2 separate regions of the Mus musculus genome follow, and region 1 is linked to region 2. The links are chromatin contacts, called in public HiChIP or PLAC-seq maps. All regions are on one chromosome and are shown on one strand. Each heading gives the region's core, a stretch centred on a gene start, on an enhancer-like site or on the middle of the called end of the contact. The rest is flanking DNA. Distances are from core to core; before and after follow the strand shown. Region 1 has its middle 61 kb from the start of Oxsm. Region 2 overlaps Gm31658 (a long non-coding RNA gene).

Region 1 (6,297 bases), core at 2,038-4,537, 850 kb before region 2:
CTACTGTCAATTATAATTTAACAGGGTGAAATGAAGTGTTTGTGTCCTTAATTTTGAAGCACATAGATTACTTTGAACTTGATGACTGTATTCATTGTCTGTGCACACACTCAAAGTTGGCAAGTCAAGGCTGCCTTTGTGACCCTCTGCTTCCAGCATGCCCTCTTCAAATATCCCTGGTGTGCTTTCTGCTCCACTGTGTCAATTCTGAACTGTTAACTGACAGTCAATGATGGAGCTGAGTATAATCCCACAAGTATCTGCTTCTCACTAATGGCTCTTGTTGAGGTAGCACTTTGAGGGTACAGCTCAGTGGTAGGGCTTCTTCGCCTACTTAGGCATGAGGTAGAAGTATTTGGGACACAGATATGAGTGAGAAGAGAGGAGAAAGTTTTGCTTAAGCCTGCCTCCATTTATGCTATATGTATAGGAAATGCATATTTAAGCTTTAAGCATGTCATCTATTTCTCTTTGTTTCTTTTAAATATTTTAGTAATGCATTTCATCTCATCATTTACATTCTTCATAGTAGACAATTATTAATGCCCTCAGAGGTACCCAAGTATATTAAAAACAACTCCATAAGGAGAGAAAACTCAAGCCACCTCAAGATCAGCATCCTTAAATTAAAATTATTACTAGAGGAAATAAGGTCTTTGATGAGTGCCTAGGCATTTCCAACCTTTTTTGTTTTTAATAAGACACTTTGTTTGCCTTATATTTCATCTCTTTATTATGCATTTCATGCTGTCGTTATGGTTTGTGCTGCTGCCTTTGAAGAGCCTTAATACCTTCTTAATTGCATTGTGACAGGCTTGTCATTTATGCTTGTCATTCTTATTAGAAATGTATTTTGTGTTTTGTTGGGGAAGAGTACTTAAGATGGCTGTGTAAAATTGTGAAGATGGCAGCCATCCTTACTGTTCTGTGGTTCTTATGATCTCTGGTCCGACTGAACTACCTCATAGACAAGGTGGGATAGAGCCTCTTCCCTTGATGTGTGCTTGTTAATTTGAAAGCAACTGTTTGTCGGTAATAGTGCAATTTAGGTATAAACACTGAGAAGTTGAGAACAACTCATATGTACAAAGAAAGACCCTGTTAGCCCAATAAGGCCACTGCTTCTGCTCTGGTGTAGACCTAGTGTGAATGCATGCAATCTTACTTATGGTTTATGTATGTAGTCTTGAAAGTGTAAGCAACTTACAATTTACTCATCTAGCTTATTCATTTTATTTAGATTCTACTGTAGCAAAATTTTTATAATTACAATTTTTTATGCAAGAATAACTCCTGTTTTTATAGGTATTTGCATATAAAATGAATTTTCATATCTTAGGTCAAATTTTGTTTTAGAATACATGTCCAGAGGTATGACTATTGTGTCAAAGGATAGACACATGTTTGAACTTTTTCATACTTTTTAACTAATTATGTAATAGAAATTGTTTAACATTGGCCTAGAATATAGCTCAATGGTAGAACACTTTTTCAGCATTTGCAAGGCCCTGGGTTCAACAATCACAAAAATAAAAAGAGAAAGAAATCAAATAACATTTAATATCCTTTCTTGCATATTCTGTAACACTCTCTATAAACTTGGTTACAATTGGAAAGAGGAGAAAGACAGGGGAAAGAACAAACACTATGGTTAGATGCACAGATCATAAGGCTGAATATTTTTTCTATAAATTTATTTAGCACATGTCCTTTGCTGTGATATGTGTTTTGAGGTCCAGCTATAGATCCTCCTCCTGTACTTCTTTTCTCTCAGGGTGTCCAGATGCTGCTGCATGTTGGGCTGGAAGGATGAAGTGGAGTCTGGAGTGGGTGGTGTGCTACAGGAGCCTGATCTGGCTAGGAGTGCCAAGGGCAGGGAATGTGGTGGGGGGTTGGGTGGATTGGGGCAGCCTGAGAGGTACAGGGTCTGTGGGAGGAGAAGGCCTCTGAGGGTCTTAGTGTTACAGTATTTTTAGGGGAAGACCTTCTCCAACAATCTTCAATGAACCAGCTTTCTGAGATGGTCTGAGTTTGTGTATATGCCTTTATTTTGGGTGGGCTGGTATGCATATACTTTATTTGGGATGAATCAGGGATGTAGATGGACTTTGAAAAGTTGGAAGGAGTTTTCAGGGTAAATGAAAATCATTGACTGGAGCTTAAATGCCTCCTTTGCAAGGAGATGCATTCCAGGAATCCCAGGTACTTCCTGGATGGGTTCTTATAGGGAAAGAGGAAGTTGAACTTGTAGGTCTGCCAAGGACTATATGACCTTCTCCAAGTAGAGTGTGGAGGTTCAGGCTCCCCAGACAAGGTGAGAAAAGGAGAAATCCTGCTGGTAAAGGGAAGTTCCCCATTTTGCTCTGAGCTCAGAAAGCTATCGGGACAACAGTAGACTGTGACCTTAATTAGCAAGGTCCAACGTTTTTTTTAGTTGCTGTTTTCTGTTTTTATATTTTATTTATATTGTGTGTGTGTGTGTGTGTGTGTGTGTGTGTGTGTGTGTGTGTATGTTGTGCCTACATGCATGCAGTGCCCACAGAGGCCAGAAGAAGACTGCAGTTCCAGATGGTTGTGGACCTATGTGGGTGCTGGAAATGAAACTTTGGTTTTCTGGAATAGCAGCCAACAAATTCTCACAATCCCTGACCAGTTTTCCAACTACAAATCTGGCATTAAAAAAAAAACAACAACATTATTTAACCTGTGTGTACATTTTAATTTTTTCTCTAAGATGATATATCAATTTTTATTTCATGTTTCTTCTTTGTTTTTGGATTTGGATGTGTTTTATTTTACTAGAGCCTAGTTACCCTCCTGGAAATGTTAGTTTGCAGGAGACTCAGGCCACTATTTTTATTTTGGTGTTGCTATAGTTAGAATGTAAGCTGTCTACCGTAGATGTGTTATATGCTTGGTCAGTAGCTCATTTTCTTGTTCTGAGAGAGTCTGGGAAGTAGCTGAGGAGGTAGGCACAGGTTGAGCCACTTTGTGAGGCTGTACCAGGTCCTCATTGTTCTCTCTCCTTGCTGTTTCAGTTGGTGTCCACCACGTGGTAGAGATGCTTTTTCTGTGGTCCTCTACAGCCAGTCTGCTCTCCTCAAGTGCACAGGGACAAGTGACTATGAACTCAACACTCTAATGCTGAGCTATAATATAACTTTAACTTGCTTCTGCTAGGCTTTTTTTCTTTAAATGTGTTTGAGTGTTTGCCTGCACGTAGGTCTGAACTATGCATGTGACTAGTGCTTATAGCAGCCTAAAGAGGGCATTGTGTACTACTGGAAGTGGAGCTACAGGCATCATGTGCTTCCTAGGAGTTAAATCTGGGTCCTGTGGAAAAGCAGCCAGTGCTTTTAACTGCTGAGCCCTCTCCCTCTGGGCTGGGTATCTCACCACAGTGACAGAAACAGTAATTGAGATAGCTATGTTCATACTAGTCAGGTGCTCTAACACTGAGTTCACTCCAAGCCTTAAGGCATCAGCGTTGTTTGTGGATCTAGGCAGCTAGAGAAGCTTTGTGGTACCCTTTCTTCTGCTTCTAGCAGGTTGCTGCATCCTCAGCACTGGTGTCCTATTCAGAATGTTCAGTATCTAGTAGTTATCATTAAGCTGTTCTAATGCTCTCTGATGTTTTTACCAAGACTTTCATGGCAAACCCCAAAAGTGGGAAGAAAGAGTCATGGAGACAAACTTGAACTAGAACTCTATTTCTTCTTTTTCCTGGTGGGTGACCTTGGGTACTTATATCACATCCAGCCATACCTTTTTCCTTTTTGCTTGTATTACCTTTCCTTCTGTCTTTATCTATGTCTCATAAATAAATGAGTGATAAGTGAGGATTAGAAGTTAATATGATTTTATTTGTATTTTTGTGTTTGCATTTGTGCATGTAGGTGTTAGATCTTCTGGAGCTGGGATCACAAGAGGTTGTGCAGCTTTGTGTGGGTACTTTGAATTGAACCACAGTCCTATGAAAGAGGACCTTAACTCCTAAGGGACATCTTCACTGCCAGATTTCTTAAATAATGCTTTTAAAATTTATTCTTACAGGATTTCATATATATACACAGAGTACTATGATCATGTTTATTCCCAGTCCCTCCTAGGCTCCTCTACCTTCACATCCCCTCTACCTTCATGCCCTTATTCTCTGTTTTTATTACCCAGAGTCCATTAGTGCTTCAGATTTGGAGCATGGGAAACTTATGCCCTCCAAAGAATAATGATTCTATATCACTCAACAGCCACCTGCTGACTATAATAGCTCCTCAGATAGCGGTTGGACCTAGTAAATGTCTCTCCTATACATACTTCAATGGAGTTGTCATGTCCAGAAGACAATGTCTCACAGCATTCTCCAGCCTCTGGATCTCATTCTTCCTGTACCCTCTTCTATGACAAAGCAGACCAGAATAAGGGATAGCTTAGCCACCTTAGACTCCACTTAACTAGAGCTATACTCATCCCCCTTTGAGTAATGATGTTGTTAGCCTGAGACTCTTACCTGTATATACTATGTGTACCTCCAGCTCTGAACAAGGCACCCAGCAACCTGCTAGCAGCATAGGATACCTACTGCATTGAGCTACATATACATTCAACTCCAAACAGTGGAACAAGTTTCTTCTTTAAGGACCACCAAATTGGAAGGTTTCCATTCAAATGCACATCAGTGTATCCTAGCCTGAGAGAAGGAGGACTGATATGGCAAAACCATGTCTCTAAGTGATTAAGCTCAATCAGATGGTCAGTGGTTTGCTCAATCTAGCCTACATGCTACAATCTTACCACAACTCTGGACTTTTGGAGCTTTCTGGCGTTGAGAACTCCACAAAGAAAGGACAATATAAACTTCATTTGTTCACATTTAAGGACCCCATTTTTCTCCATTTTGAGGACCAGGCCTGATTTCAAAAAAGGCCATAAGGCACCAGCTTCAGGATAGCCCATAAGTCTCAGAAAGTAAGTCATAAGACACCGGCTCTAGGAACAGACCATAAAATCCAGAACAAGATCATACAACCCTCTCCCAAAGAACAGCTTGTGGATAACCACAAAAATGGGGACATATCTTATCTCAGAATGGGCCATCTGCCCTGGACAACCCTATTTTATCATATTGAATGCTGCTCACGATGTAGGAATGTAGGCCACTGATCACCTGTGACTCCCAAGCACCCACCAGTGAAATTTTAAGTTACCTAATCCTTCTAGAGAGTTCCCCCAGTTCTCTATAAGAAGGCCTGTGTGCCTTTTTCTGGGGTCATCATTTCAAAGAATGAGCCCCGTAAGCTGGTTGTTTCTGCACAATAAACGCTCTTTGATTTTGCATACTATCTGAGTCTGGTGTCTTCCTTTATCAATTTTCTGACCCATACAACAGTACAATAATTGCCTTTTTTGGGGGGTAGTGGTGTCTGGGCTGACCTGTGTCCCTTGTAACAAAGCTATAATTGCAGGTACAATGCTTTCCCGAGTTTTGAGATATGAACTAGAAAATTAGGAACCCAGAGAGGATTCATAGAAACCCCCTGATTTATAGCTGGCCAGAAGTGCAAGCGGCTTGAGAACCCCATTGTCTGACTGTTATCAAAGGAAGTACAGAGGTCCTGTTGGGGACTGGAACTCCAATTTGTGGGATCTTTGTAAATTCTGGTCTTTAGTGCAGAATTAAGTTTTAGTGAGTGGATCAGTAGAACTAAAACACATCACAAAAAGTAATCACAGGTCCTGGCATTCTCACTGCTGTGTCCTTGGGCTCCATGTAAGCTGCAGGAATTTTTCTAATAGACTCCACATTACACCTGAGCTGGTAGAGGGAGGCCTGCTCTTTCAGTCACAACTTCCTCAAAGTTAATTAGAATTTCAGAGGAATGGAGCATGATGTGTGAAATTGTTATTAGCAAATTCTTATAAAAATTTATGTAAATATTACAATTATTATTTTTATTCTATTTGCATTACTAATAAATTAATGTTTTATAATGAAATTCTCCAACTTGGTCAACTTGACACAAACCTAGATATATCTAGGAAGATGGAATCCTAATTGAGAAAAATACTTCCATAAGATTTGCCTGCAGGCATGTCTGTGAGGTATGCTGATTAATGATGAATGTGAAAGGGCTTAGCTTACTGTAGGTTGTATCACCTCTAGATATGTGGTCCTTGGTTGTATAAGAAAGCAGATTGAACATCTTATGAGGAGCAAGCCAGTAAGAAGCACTCCTTCATGGCTTCTGCTTCAGTTCCTATCTCCAACTTGAGTTCCTACTCTGACTTCCCTCAATAATG
Region 2 (6,441 bases), core at 1,200-3,699:
CAGTGATCAACAGAACAGAATACAACAGCTCAGTTTCCGATCTAGGTAGAGCCCTTTGATAGAGAGCAGACAACACAGAACCATTGTCACCAGTTGAAGCCATTATTGCATAGTACATCCACTGAAATCTGGTGCTTAGCTACCCCAGGATATATTCTAGAAGTTTCTCCAGGAAAAAAAAAAGTGTCTTCCCAGACTTTCAAAGAAAATTTCATTTGTTCAACCTCATTCCTCTTCCAGTAAAATACAGCATTTGGCTTCAAAACTTCTCAGCTTCTGTGGAGGTGAGATGAAGGGAGAATGGAAACTTGAGACTGGCAAGAAGTTTTCTATTTTTATCTGTAAAGTTTCCAGTCAGTTCAAATTTCAGGTGATTTTTATCACTTTCAAAGTTGAAAGAGAAGAAAGATTGATCCATTTCAAACCCACAGCATTTGTGACATCCATACAGAAATAAGAGCTTCTTGTGAACAGGCTGAATCTTTACGGAGGCTTGTGAAATACTGTGACACTTTACTGGAAAAAATAAAAATATGCAGTGTCCAAAAATGGGGATAATTCAAGCTCTGTTGATGGTCATAGTTTATAAAAATTACAAAGATGTAGATAGCAACAGATACCCCAGTGGAATTTGATAACTACCAGAGACCGTCAGGGAAAGGACAGCAGCTCTCTCCCAGGCCCATAGCCTTTTGATACAGAGCAGATGCTACAGAACCGTTTGTGTGGTGCATCCTCTGCAATGTGCATGCTGCTAAGTATTCAACTTTATCACAGAAAAGAATTTCAGGATGAGCCAGGATGAGGCAGAGCTGGAGTTTATTAAAAATATATTCTTAACTTAATAAAAATAAAGGCACTCAAGGAAAGAATGCAGTACCCCCAAATGTGGTGTGGGCTTCTCAGAGAAGAGTCACTCATTAAGGCCTTTTGAACACTCACTTGTATGATTTTGATGACTTCTGAAATATTGCTTAAAAAGAGATGCTTAGGGGTCTAAAGAGATTGTGGAATGGATCCTGAGATGTAATGGGCAGGATGCACAGATAGGGAGAATCTTTTAGTCACAGGGGCACAGGGAGTCAGGATGTCTGCACTGTTAACTAAAGTTGATACAAACATTTTGTTCTTGAGATTCCCAGAAGAGACCTGGGAAGAGTAGTTCACTGAATTTTAGCATCCTTATTTAAAAATATCTCCATATAAAATAAATACTGTCTCTGTATAAGCACTCTTCACGGCAAATGTTGCTGACTCTGCTGAAATTTTTGGTTCTCAAACTGGGGAGAAGTCTCATTCAACTGAGCTCCAGAGTGAAGCACTTTGTTTACTTCCACAACCTGGTAACTTGCCCAAAGTTCTACAGTATCTCAATTCCAATCAACTCAGCATGTCAGGGTTAATAAAACTCTACATATTAATGCTTTGCCAGTTCTTACCATACCATTCTGCAAGCATTATACCTATAAGCATCTGTCTTTCATCTCTTCTCTAAATGAGAAATGCAATACAACTAGGTTTTAGTAGTAAATTATATGGCCAGTCTTGGAGCTCACCTGAAGGCTGATCCAAGAGTGACAAAAACGACTCCAAGTTCTTTCTGTCTTCTCAGTCAGCCCTTCTTGATGTCAGCTTAAGTGCTGGCAGAGCTCTGAAAAATCAGCAAAACAATTTTAGATCTCCTACCCTAATGTACAGTAGTATCATGAAAGATTTACAGAAGAAAGTAAGACTTTTCTGATGCCAAAGCCTGGGTGTCTATCTGTGACTCTTCTAATAGCTTTCTTTTTTTTTTATTTTTTTTAAATTTTTTATTAGGTATTTAGCTCATTTACATTTCTAATGCTATACCAAAAGTCCCCCATACCCACCCACCCCCACTCCCCTACCCACCCACTCCCCCTTTTTGGCCCTGGCGTTCCCCTGTACTGGGGCATATAAAGTTTGCGTGTCCAATGGGCCTCTTAACCTCAAGTCAGTAATGACCCACAATGAGTGGAATCTGCACTTGTGCTTAAGCCAATCAGAACCACTGCCTAGATCTTATTTACAACCACACTTCCCAGAAGCAGGAAAAAATAAACTCTAATATAAAATGAGGTTAACTGCAGTAGACCCAAGAACAAGCAGGGCTTTAGGAAACATGCATGTACAGTAAAAATAGTTTTTACATCTATGTGTTTGTGGAGCAATTAGGTTAGCATCTTTCAAGTTAACAAGATCTATGTCAAAATTATGAAAACAACACATGTCATTTTCTAAAAGAATAAGCCTAAGAACTATTAAAATTTTGGTTATGTAAAAACAAGTCTGTGGTAATTAATGTGAGTGATTGTCCTCTGTAGGTATGAAAATATGCTTCATATTTGAGCATTGTACCTGATACTAAATTAGGATACAAGTTTCAATAGGCCTGTTTTCAAAGAAGCAACAGGAAATGATGCATTAGGACTTACCAGCAATGTATAGAACAGGAAGCAAACCAGACACTGGATTGGATAAGTATGTAAATACACACATCAATTGCAATACCAGAGAAAAAGTTGAGCAATTAGAGAGACAGCAAGCACCCCAACACCCTGCCATAACCGTTTGTAACATGAAGGACCCACTAACAGTGGGTAAAAGTGTGCCAAAGAGGCAAGGCTCACAGGAAAGCATCTGTGGAAAAAAGACCAGAAAACAGCGCCCCCCGATGGCCCTTTCATAATTGAACACAGTCCTGAGAGACTAAGCAGCACTTTGTAAGACAGAAGAGCTCCTTTAGGTGAGGCAGACCTGAACTATGTGCAATCAGTGCCTGAAGGTGAATTGAAAACACTAATCCATCTAAATTCTGCAATAGGTAAAAGAATTCCAGGTCTCATCTAAATTCTGCAGTAGGTAAAAGAATTCCAGGTCTTAGAATACCAAGGAAAGCCTTTTGTGGGTTGAAAGTAAAATGTCAATTCAAAAACAGTTAAAACTCCAGAGTACAAGAATTGACATAAAATCAGACAACAGCCACAGACAACCTAAAAATAAATACATTGGCTAAGACTCTTGTTGAAACTGACTCTCCTCTCCTGAGCTTGCCAAAAATGAACAAGTATGGCAGATTGATGTGGAAGTCCCAGTTGAAGAATACAGTAAGATTGTGAAATTATGTATGACAGTGACCTCATTCTAAGGTGATCAATTACATAATCACATATTTGCGTGGACACAAGGGAGGAGAAAAATACCGTTATTTCTTGCTTTGTGTTCTTTTATTTATCCTCAATCCTTCTGTTCCTTTTTAATTAATCTATCTTTATCCAAAAAAAATTAAAACTGTTTAGAAATGTTTAAGCTACATGGAAAGGCCATGTTTGGATATTCAGTGACTTACAGCAGAACTGACTAAGTGAGGTCACTTAGCTGATCTTGCCTGGCGACAGAAAAGGAAGAGATAGTGTACAGGGATAGTGTAAATGGTGCAAAGCAAGCAGAGTAAAACTAAACTGGAGCTCCTGTGGGAAAGGAATTCTGTTTGGTGTTCCATCTGGTGTCACTTTATTCCCATCTACATCCTGTCATCAAGATATGAACACTCTTGTCAACTGGAATGAGAAGCTCTTGGGAACAAGATAGAAGACAGAGTGGATAGATGTGCAGAGCTGAGCACATGGCCGCCTGTGATACTAGGAAACTCCAATAAACACATGCTGGGTGTCTGTAGACCAGAGATTAGAGTTCAGTAAAGGAGCTGCAATGAAACAGGCCTGAACCTATGACAAAAAAGGGCAGGGCCATAGTGGAAGGTGCCACTAGGAATGATGATGAAGATTTGCAAGAATGTCAAAGACAGCCATGCTTTAGAATTGTCCCCAGCAGAGGTTCTCCAGGTCAGGTGACTTCCATGTGACTACAGAGCCAGGGCCAGATCTGCTCTCCTTACCTCCTTTGCTCTTTACCTACTCATAAATTCTGGGTCACTATTGTGTGTCTTCTGGCAACAACTGAAATATTTTTCTGTGGTTCTGATATGGGATTCCATAGTTCTTTCCATTAGAACTGTGTCTGGTTTTCACACACTCAACACTATTTAGAGCCTGACCAAGTCTGTTATTTGTGAAGCCAAGTTCAGATTTATCATATTAGCTTTATACACTCTCAATGATATCATCAAAGGAAAACTTCCTGGTTCTGCCATTGTTTTTAAAATGTCATGTCTTTGCTGAGGATCACAGAACCAATGATGTCTCTATCCTATCTCTACATGGAAGTATTCCATGCTGTTTAAATGCCTACATTCAAAAGAGCCCACACATTATTATTATGAAATGAATGAATGTATCACTTTTCTTGGGGTCATTTGTTTAGCAAATGGAGATGAACAAAGGTTAAAATTGACGATTTTTCAAACCAAAGGAGCTTACAATTGCATTTTGAAGACAGATATGTACAAAGGTCTATCTTCTAAAAGAAAGTCCCCCCGTGGTCCACAAAAGCTATCGTCATTCTTATCATGGGAAGAATGTTTGTGTGCATATGTGTGGTATAATATATACTCTGTCTGTGGTATATATGTGGTTTGAGTTTGGTGTACATGTGTGTGCATGGTATATGTATAGTGTATGTGTGTGAAGTTTTGGTATGTATATATATGGATTGTGTGCACGTGTGACTTGACTGCATGTGGTATGTGTGTATGTGTGTGTGTGTGTGTGTGTGTGTGTGTGTGTTTTCTTGGCATGACTTAAATTTGCTTCATCTCAAGTTTTCTTGAGCTTTGTGACATTCATAAAGTCTTAGTAATCCAGTTGTCAAAATTCATCTTTATCCTCCTAAGTAAATGGCTTTTCATTCATCTAATAGTTATTTATTAGTACATAATGTGCTACATGGAAATCCACAGGATGTAAGTTAGGAGACTCAAGTTGTTGCCCTATATCTGCCCTTACAACTCTCAAGTTGATAGTCTTTTTTTCATGGCTGCATCTAAATGGGGCATTTGATGAATTTGTTCCATAAATGAGCCTTTGAGGGCCATTCTTATTCAAACCAGCATGTTCCACTCCCTCACCCCATAGACTTGTAGCCAACCATAATAATATAAAAGTGCTTTCAGTTGAATTTCAATAGTTTCTATAGTCTACAAGAGTCTCAATACATTTAAAAGTCCAAAATTCAGAGTACCTTCTGAGACTCTTGGAAATCTCTTAACTATAATCCCTGTAAAAATCAAAATAAAGAATCATATCATGTACTGCATACAATACCACATAATATTTATTACCACTCCAAATGGGAGGAAAAGGAGCAAAATCAGAAAAAAAACTGCATCAAATCAAGACCTAAAACCAGCAGAGTAAACTCCAACTTTTACATCGCAATGTCTGATGTCAAAGCACTCTTCAGAACTCCAACTCCTTTCAGCTTTGTTGACTACATCACACTTCTCTCTTTTGAGCTGGTTTCACACCTGGTTCTAAGTTATCCTTGGTAGGTATCCCATGACTATGGCATTTTGAACATCTTGGGGTCTCCAGTGAAATCTAGGCTTCACCTCTATAGCTTTAGCAATAGACTCTCTGAGTCTTCATGCAGGGACACCCCTGACATACACCTGGCTTCAGTACCAATCTATAGCTGCAGAGGGAAATTCTAGAACCTCTTTCTTGTTCCTTGACTCTAAAGCTCAGATTGCCCCTCCTCTTTATAGATCATCATAAGAGTGATGACTAATAACTACACAAGAGAGACAACAGTGAGATGTCTTGAAATCTTCTCTGCCAATGCCATTAACATAATGAATGTAATCTCAGTGGACTCTAGCCAAATCGAGTCCTTGCTCCCCATTTAGAAGCTCAGGAACCAGTTTCCCAATGTCTGAATTTCTCTCTTACATTCCTGTCTTCTAAGCTCCCAAAAGAATGGCTTACATAGTTCTGCTTCCAGTATGCTAGGGTTTTTCCAGCCAAATATTATCTCTTCCACATTATTCCTACAAACTAGTTCCAAAGGCCCAGATCCACAGTTTAACTTTACCACAGCAACTGACCCATTTCTCATTGCTAACATCTTTCTTATTTGCTTTGCCTTTTGTTATAAAATTCCTTAATAAAGCAACTTAAATGTTTATTTTTCCCTATAAATTCTGGAGGACACAGGGCACAATGGTGGGCAAGGCAGGCTAGCAAGAGCAGGAAGCTGGCTAGTCATAACACATATGAACTCAGAAAGCCTGCAGTGAATTTTTCCATGTAGTGAGACTCCACCTCCTAAACTATACAACTTTTTCAAAGTACCACCAATTGGGGACCAAATGTTCAAACACATAAGTCTGTGGGGGACTACTCACAATCAAATCACAAAAATGAATGAATGAATACTGAAACTATATGTAAATAATTCTTGAAGGCTGATATTTAAATTAAATAAAAGCATATTGGTTAAAAAACACATACTTTTTTTTTC

The links. HiChIP or PLAC-seq counts read pairs in DNA pulled down with a chosen protein or histone mark.
Region 1: an H3K27ac HiChIP or PLAC-seq map of regulatory T cells shows a contact between it and region 2, with 10 times the contacts expected there. The contact joins two enhancer-like sites. A contact is called at or near these places in 4 of 484 Hi-C or Micro-C datasets (differentiating embryonic stem cells, embryonic stem cells, nephron progenitors and 1 more) and 4 of 115 datasets of contacts at active chromatin or transcription factors (T-cell acute lymphoblastic leukemia, double positive thymocytes, embryonic stem cells and 1 more).

What each region holds. Positions count from the first base shown.
Region 1 is chr14:16,179,106-16,185,402 of GRCm38.p6, reverse strand. No RefSeq gene overlaps it. Among named protein-coding and RNA genes, the nearest start is that of Oxsm, 61 kb to the left of the region's middle. Within about 2 kb of position 3,287, at least 24 of the 459 cell types and tissues checked have an H3K27ac peak or open chromatin away from gene starts, as enhancers often do. A contact at or near this core is called in regulatory T cells, where this site is marked.
Region 2 is chr14:15,327,584-15,334,024 of GRCm38.p6, reverse strand. Gm31658 (a long non-coding RNA gene) reads right to left here. Exons shown (of 3, transcript XR_383097.4): 3 at 1,605-1,651. Among named protein-coding and RNA genes, the nearest start is that of Gm31577, 8.9 kb to the right of the region's middle. Within about 2 kb of position 2,449, at least 3 of the 459 cell types and tissues checked have an H3K27ac peak or open chromatin away from gene starts, as enhancers often do. A contact at or near this core is called in regulatory T cells, where this site is marked.